2 separate regions of the Zea mays genome follow, and region 2 is linked to region 1. The links are chromatin contacts, called in public Hi-C maps. All regions are on one chromosome and are shown on one strand. The core of a region is the stretch at or near the end of the contact, and the rest is flanking DNA. Distances in the headings are between cores, read along the strand shown. Region 1 holds the start of LOC100281829 (harpin-induced protein). Region 2 holds the start of LOC100216954.

What was found. A called contact is a pair of places that touch in the nucleus more often than the background predicts.
Region 2: a Hi-C map of ear shows a contact between it and region 1, with 2.2 times the contacts expected there. The contact joins the promoter of LOC100216954 here to the promoter of LOC100281829 in region 1. A contact is called at or near these places in 3 of 25 Hi-C or Micro-C datasets (ear and leaf).

What each region holds. Positions count from the first base shown.
Region 1 is chr6:178,366,316-178,370,231 of Zm-B73-REFERENCE-NAM-5.0, forward strand. LOC100281829 (harpin-induced protein) reads left to right here and starts at 1,592. Exons shown (of 1, transcript NM_001291643.1): 1 at 1,592-2,571. The coding sequence starts at 1,639. The coding sequence ends at 2,370. LOC100381615 reads left to right here. Exons shown (of 15, transcript NM_001361456.1): 15 at 144-694. The coding sequence ends at 269.
Region 2 is chr6:178,494,324-178,497,970 of Zm-B73-REFERENCE-NAM-5.0, forward strand. It overlaps LOC100216954, which reads left to right and starts at 1,712. Exons shown (of 3, transcript NM_001401402.1): 1 at 1,712-2,077; 2 at 2,167-3,156. The coding sequence starts at 2,409.

The DNA of each region.
Region 1 (3,916 bases), core at 342-2,841:
TTAGTGATCTGAATTATTTCTGTGGAAAGTAGTAAGCAACATGCATTTGAGAAACAATAGGAAACTGCCAGTCAGATAAAAAAAGAGCAGCATCGGTTGTCTGATCCTTGGCTCACATTTATATTTGTTTTTTCCCCATACAGTCCCCGGTTTGTTTGAAGCAGCTAGCGTTCGAACTCCTTGAGCTGCTTGTTCTTTCTTCATTTCCGGAGTTGGATGGCACTGTGAGGAAGTGGCACGAAGATAAAGAGCAATTCTGCGCCCAGTAATGTTTATCAAACGTTTGAATTTGTCACGGGCGGTGTTTGTTTCCAACACATATCGTCTTTCCAGAGTGGTGTGGCCTGTGAATTCTGCGAAAATAAGGTGGTGGCTTCAGAGGAGTGCCCGTGGATATCTCAGTTTGAAGTGGGTGGTGGCTTTGTGCAGTGTGAATATGGTTAGATAGTGCGAGGATATGGTCCCTTTTTCCACCGGGCCATGGCAGAACGGTTTTTGTGCCCGATAGAGTTCATTTTTCCCCCTCCAGATTTGGTATACGTAATGCTGCTGCCTGAAAGGAAAGAGATGGTGGCGCATTTTTTTTGCACCCGTTTTGGTGGTACACTGGTACCCGTCTTGTGTAAATCTGCATAGAGATAAATGAAGTTTCGAGGTGGTCAATGAATGATAATAGCTCTCTGGCATCGTGATGATTCGTTGTGGCTCCGCCTTGCTGTACGTTTTTTTGGTGCTGCCCCTGCGAATCATCTCGGCACTATTTTGTGATGATAAAAAAAAAGTAATATGCGCTGGAGATTCGTTTATTCAAATTTCCTGCATGTTTTACCTCATCCAGTGGCGGGTGCGCGGCCGGAACACGAACGCGGGAGGTGTCTGACAACGCCCGGGCGAGATCCTGGACCGATTGGTCTCGTGGAAAGGAACCACGGACACGACACGGCGGGTATCCGCCGCAAGCGCACCGCATTTTACTGTGTCCACGCCGACCGGGAATAGAGCACGGCCGCAGCCGGGAACGCCACATATCAAGTTATGAGAATCTGGATTGTTTTTAGAAAGCTGCGCAGACAAAAAAAAAAGTGTAGCGTTCGAGGGATTTGCTTCTACAGAACGCAGGCAAGCACATATATAGAACGAAGAAGAAACTGGCGTCGACGGAGAGGCTCCGCCATGCCAGCCTTGTCCTCCCTCGGAGGCCGTAGCTGGACGACATGCCTTGGTCCATTCGGAGAGCACCTCCCCGAGCTCGAGCACTAGAATGGAAGCCCGTCCGTGGAAGGCCTGGTCTGGTTCAGGTTCAGGTTCAGGACCACGTGGCCTTCGTGTAACCCAACTGCCAGCAATCAACATCGTCATGGCACGTACGTACTCGTCCCTTCTCGTCGTGTCGAGCAGAGAAGCAGCCGTAGCCAGGCCAGGCAATCAAGCTCGCTGACCCAATTTAATCCCCCACCGGTGCAAACAGAGCACCGAACGGGACGTCCAACTCCCCAACCACCGAGCATGGTCACCGTGGTGTGTGACAAGTACCTGCCCTGCCCGCCTTAATCATCTCGATCGTGTTCAGCAACACCACACAAGTGACACAACCAATGCCGGCTGTCCCCGGCACGCGCTCCAGCACCACCACGACCCATGGCCGACGCCGCCAACCCGCCGACCAAGCCCACCAAAGCCTCCGCTCCCTTCGTTGTAATTGACGCCGCCAGCGCCAACAAGGCCCGCGACGGTGGCGCCGATGCCCCGACACCGTCGGCGGGGCACGGCCGCCGCTGGCTGCGGCGGGCGTGCTGCGGCGTGGCCGTCGGCGGCGCGCTGGCCGCGGCGGCGGTGCTGTCGCTGTCGCTCACCGTGCTCAGGGTGCGGGACCCGACGCTGTCCATGGAGTCCGTGGCCGTCAGGCGCTTCAGCGTGCGCCTGGACGCCGCGTCCCCGGCGCGCCCGCTGCGGATCAACGTCACGCTGTCCGGCGCCATCGTGGTCCGCAACCCCAACTACGAGTCCATGCGGTTCGGCGCCAGCGCCACGGAGATCTTCGTGGACGGCGCGGCGGACCCGGGCCCCGTCGGCGTGGGCCGCGCGCCGCCCGGGGAGGTCCCCGCGCGCGGTGCCAGCCGGGTGGCCGCCGACGTCGACGTGCTCGTCGACAGGGTCGCGCCCGCCGTGGTCGCCCAGGTGCTGTTCGGCGGCGGCGAGGTGCGCCTCGCCACGCGCACCGCCGTCGACGGCAGGCTCAGCCTGCTCGGCGGGCTCTACGGCCGCCGCACCGTGCGCGTCGCCATGCGGTGCCGCGTCGCGCTCCGCGTCTCTGCCGCGGCCGTCGCCGTCGCCGGCAACCCCGCGTGCGTCGCGGACTTCGGGCGCTGACGTGGTCTACTCTTCGTCAGCTGTAGTCTGTGGGTGAGCCGGCCGGTGTAGTTTTTGCCCTTTCTCTTTACCGCCGGCGATGACCGGCGGAGATAGTTACGGTGGCAGCTATAACTGAACTGCCGCCGAATGATGATCCAATAACACTCCTGTCGGCTAGTCTCGTTTACAGAGGACAGACTTTGGGCACAATTCGATGACCAATTGATGATGGTGAGTCAGTTATTTTGACTGGTGGCGGCTAAGCTATAACTGAGCTGCAGCCTAGTGGTGCTCCAATAATACTCACTAGTATTTGGCGCGCCGAAATTGAATACTCCTGAACATTGGCGTACAGTGACAGAAACATTACATTATATACGTATATAGAGTGATACGGATGATTATGGATATTACATAATACATGGTAACCCATGATCATCCGTATATATTACATGGTCATTATATTTACAGACCGTTGTTGTTGTTGAGACAGCCTCAGCCAAGGTCGAGGAGAGAACCTTGCCGGCCACGTTGATGTTGAGTCTGGCTAGCGGGCAGGATTGAGTGCGCTGTACTAGAGATGGCAATGGAGACCCGATCTCCGATTTCCCGTGGGAAATTCCTCTGTTAGGGGACGGGTATGAGACTAATCTAGTCCCCGCGGGGATCTAAATGGGGCAAATTTAATCCCCGTCGGGTTCGCGGGAACGGGGGATGGAAAACGTTCCCCGTGTACCCGCCCCACGAAACTTTTTTATTCAAGTTAGTCAATTTATTTGGTAGAATTATAATAAAAACTCAATGCATGACATGTTATAAAATAGCAAACTAAACTCTAAAGTAGATGTCTATTGTAATTTTCAATCTTGTTTGTTAAATTTGTATTAATTTGATACAATTAATTTAAATTTATATTTAAATATTGTAGTTCTACTAAGGACAGATTCTCTGCGAGGTTCCCCACGGGGATAAATTCCCCGACGGGGACGGGGATGGGAGAAAAAGCTCCCCCGTGAGCGTTCGCAGGGACGGAGATAGGGAGCCATTCCCCGACGGGGAAATCCCTGTTGCCATCCCTACGCTGCCATCCCTACGCTGGACCTAGCTTAGAGATGGCAATGGATAAATACCCACCGAGTATTACTATCCCATACCCGTACCCACAACAAAAAATAACCCATCGGGTCACCCATATACACTGGTGGGTATGGATTTACCCTCATACTCATACCCATGTAGGTATAGGTCACCCATCGGGTCACCTATACCCACAAAAATTAAACATCTATCAAAATATTATATGATACAAATGTCAACTATATCTATCTAAATATCATTACAAAAATTCTAGCATCATTTAACCATCCATTCAACACACCAAAGATAATTGGATAAAGTAGTAACACTAGGACAATGCTACATAGCACATTATATTTTCCATTACATGGTCATTAAATTGTCGTTAAGCATTCTATGACATTATGGCTTAAAAGGTTGTTAAATAGTAAAAATGATGGATGACTAAATCCAAGTTCATGCTTGGGCTAAGTTTATATTGGGTATT
Region 2 (3,647 bases), core at 462-2,961, 130 kb after region 1:
GAGGACTACCTTACCCGAAAGGGGCAAGGGCAGTAGGGGAGTGGTCAGTGTAGGGAGGCCCTCGGGAGGATTTTGCTGCGATGGCGGTCCTGCAAGGGATTCCTGCATTGGAGCTTCCTATAAACTGTAGCGGGTTTTCTGAAGCTAGTGGAACTTTGTAAAGGCCTCGTAGTGTTACCCTGCCTCGCCTCCTCGGTAGAGGTGTATGGGAAGTCGCGATCCCTTGGCAGATGGGTAACATGACTTGTGGGTAAAGATGCGCCACCTCTGCAGAGTGTAAAACTGGTATACTAGCCGTGCTCACGGTCATGAGCAGCTCGGACCCTCACATGATTAATTTATGGAACTAAATTCAATTTGTCATATGCATTGCATCGCAGGTGATGATGTTACTTTTGTTCTACTATTTACTTGGGTTGGTATTTACTTATACTTAGTAATTGCTAATAAAATTTTGACCAACTTTAAAAGCAATGCTCAGCTTCAACCATCCTCTTTGGTAAGCCTTACACTTCACATGAACTCACACCTTTGGCGAGTTCATGCACATTATTCCCCACAACTTGTTGAGCGATGAACGTATGTGAGCTCACTCTTGCTGTCTCACACCCCCCCCACAGGTCAAGAACAGGTACCGCAGGATGAAGCGCATGGAGGATGCTGCGATGTGTTCGTGAGAGGTCTAGGTCGTCGTCTCCCAGTCAACTTTGGGTTGCTGGACCGTTGTCTCCTTATAATGTAATTATTTATTTTGTACAGAACTCCTGTTATGTAGTAAAGATGTGACATTCGATCCTGTGCCATGAATCATCATATGTGTGAGACTTGGTCCCAGCACACCTGGTGATTATGTTCGCGCCCGGGCTTTGGACCCCTAAAACCCGGGTGTTACAGAAACGTGTTCGTCTATTCCATTTTTCTGTTTCTCGTATAACAATAGGTCCCATATATGGGTCTTCACAAACCACTTAAGCCTATCACGACAGAAATCCATACGCGTCGTAGCATTCTCACATAATACCACCTCGCTAGCTGAACGAGGGCAAGCGACTGAGCAAACTATAAAAAAAGATTAGTCAATTTTTCAACTCATATATTTCTTAGTTTTTTTACTAAAATAAAGTATAATATTTATTTTTATTAGTATAATATATTTTTCTTAGTCTTTTTACTAAAATAAAGTATACTATTTATTTTTATCAGTTTAATATCTTATATGTGGACCATATATTTATCCTGATATTAACTTTTTTATGGGTATCAAATATAATTGTGTGCCGTCGTAACACACATGTATCATATTAGTCTTTGAATATGACTACTATGAGACAATTGCATATTTGAGGCTCCTCCAAGGAAAAGTTTGGTGTGTGCTCAGGCATGAGGCTGCAGCATGTGTGGGATCCATGGCAATTGGCGAGAGAATCAGGAGGAGATTCAATCGGGTTATGTTCGTTCGTGTTTTCTCGTGGCCATATCTTCAAATAATAAATGTGTATAATTAATAAAGAGGTAAAACTATCTTGTCAGAGAGAAAATACATGAGATCAGATTATAAAAAGGAAGGATATACGTTAAATGATAGAATAATCAATTAGACACATTTTGTAGTACTTTTTTACGGATTAAATCTTTCTGTTGACATTATTGCGAAACATACTGTTTAGAGTATTGTATATGCAATTGTCTCTCCCCCTACCCCGAAGGCCGACTACCCCACTGCTCCGCCTCGCCTCACGCCACCACGGGGGGAGCGGGAGCCCGCGTTCTGTGCCCTCCGCGCCGCTGCAGTCCCTCCCCCTGTCCAGGCGGAGAGATCAGGTTGCCGGAGCGGAGGGGGGATTGGAATTGGAGCGCCAGCACCACCACAGATGGGGGGTCTGCTCAAGGAAGAGGGCCCGGCGGTGGATGTCTCCGTGGAGGGTACCCTGGTCTGGCTGCGCCGCCCCAACGGCTCCTGGTGGCCCAGCATCGTCATCTCGCCGCAAGACGTCCCCGAAGGCTGCGCCCCGCCGCCGCGCTGCCCCGCCACGCCCATCATGCTCCTCGGCCGTCGCCCCGACGGACCAACCTTCGTGTATGCCGCTTCTTTCTTCCTTCCTTCCGCACTCTTCAAGTTCGTTTCCCCCCACTTACTATTAATGGCGAGATGTCACACCATTTCAGTCAGTCAATCTCCTGCTCACTCCTCAAGTCCTAGAGTTATGGAGTGCAGCCAGCTACTCTAAGCCTAACGAACACTTGCTTGCGCTCGCCACAGCGACTGGTGTAACCTGGCCAGGTGCAAGCGCGTCAAGCCCTTCCGCTGCGGGGAGCTCGACTTCGAGCAGCGCATCACCAACGCCCTCACACTCGCCGCCAGCGGCAACAGGTCCAGCTGGAGCTACAACAAGGGCAGGTACGCCCGCATGGAGGGCGCCATTCTCCAGGCCCTCGACATAGAGAAGGATAGCGCTCTTGGCCCGGTAACCAAGGCCTACCTCCATGCCCCCAGCTGCTCACCTAGTCCCAAAGTTGGAATGCCCAACGGACAAGTCAAAGATGCTGCACCAAAGGATCCTTCTCCAGCCATCCAGCCGCCTCTGCCGCCGCCGCGGTCCAAGAGGAAGCGCAAGACGCCCTATGACTCCGAGGACGATACGCCTCAAGGCTCCTGCCGTATGAGGGATCTCAGGGACATCGGATCCAAGACGGTCCCCACAATGGACCTGTCTAATGCTGCCGCAATCTTTGCTCCCAAGTATAATGATCTGCCTAATGTTGGGCAGGCCAGAAGAATTGTGCGCTCTCAGGCCACCACAAAGAGGAAGCATGCTGCTGCACATCAGGACCAACCTTGCGGGATCCCCAGGAAGAAGGATAGGTCTCGTCCGCTCTCAGAGCTCTGCAATGGAGATATCTGGAATGGTTCCAGACCAAATGGTCAGAAGGCTGATGAACACTTGTTGGGTGTGGCAACATGTTCAAGCAGCTCCTCTGGCACTTCAACCTTGGATACTCCATTGGACACAAACAGCTGTCATCGCAGCGCAGCATCCACAGATCAAGCAAAGGGCACAGCAATATCCTGCATGGCAAGGCTACTCAGTGATGATTCACGGCATGGGAATGATTTTGTCGGAACTCCCCCTGCTGCACAAAATATCTCGGAACCCGGTAAACCTGCTCTGCTACTTTGTATTTTCGGGTAGTTTGATTCCTTTGATAGCAGTACCATGTCTTCTAACAATGGCAGCTATCATTTATGTTGGCTAGCTAGATGCATGAGCGTTGGTGACTGCTTGTTTGTGTTTATCTTCAACAGATTCTGGAAGATGCACATCACTTTATACTTAGATAGTTACACTGCTAGTTCAGTTATCTCTGTTGCTGCTACCTCCAGCCTGTTTGTTTTGTTTAAGGGTTCATGATAACAATATGACGATTTTCTTGTGTCCAAAATTCTACAAATGGGTACAGAGAAATCAGGGAGACCATCAGGCCTGACTGCTCCCTGCTGATCGTAGTTTTTTTTAATATATCTCTCTGTTGGGAACTACACAGGTCTTTTTTTTATTATTATTTACAATTCTGCATAAGGCTACTTGTGAAATTATGGAAGGCATGGATTTTTTGGTCAGTATGCAAAACTGATGTTAGGTTGGATG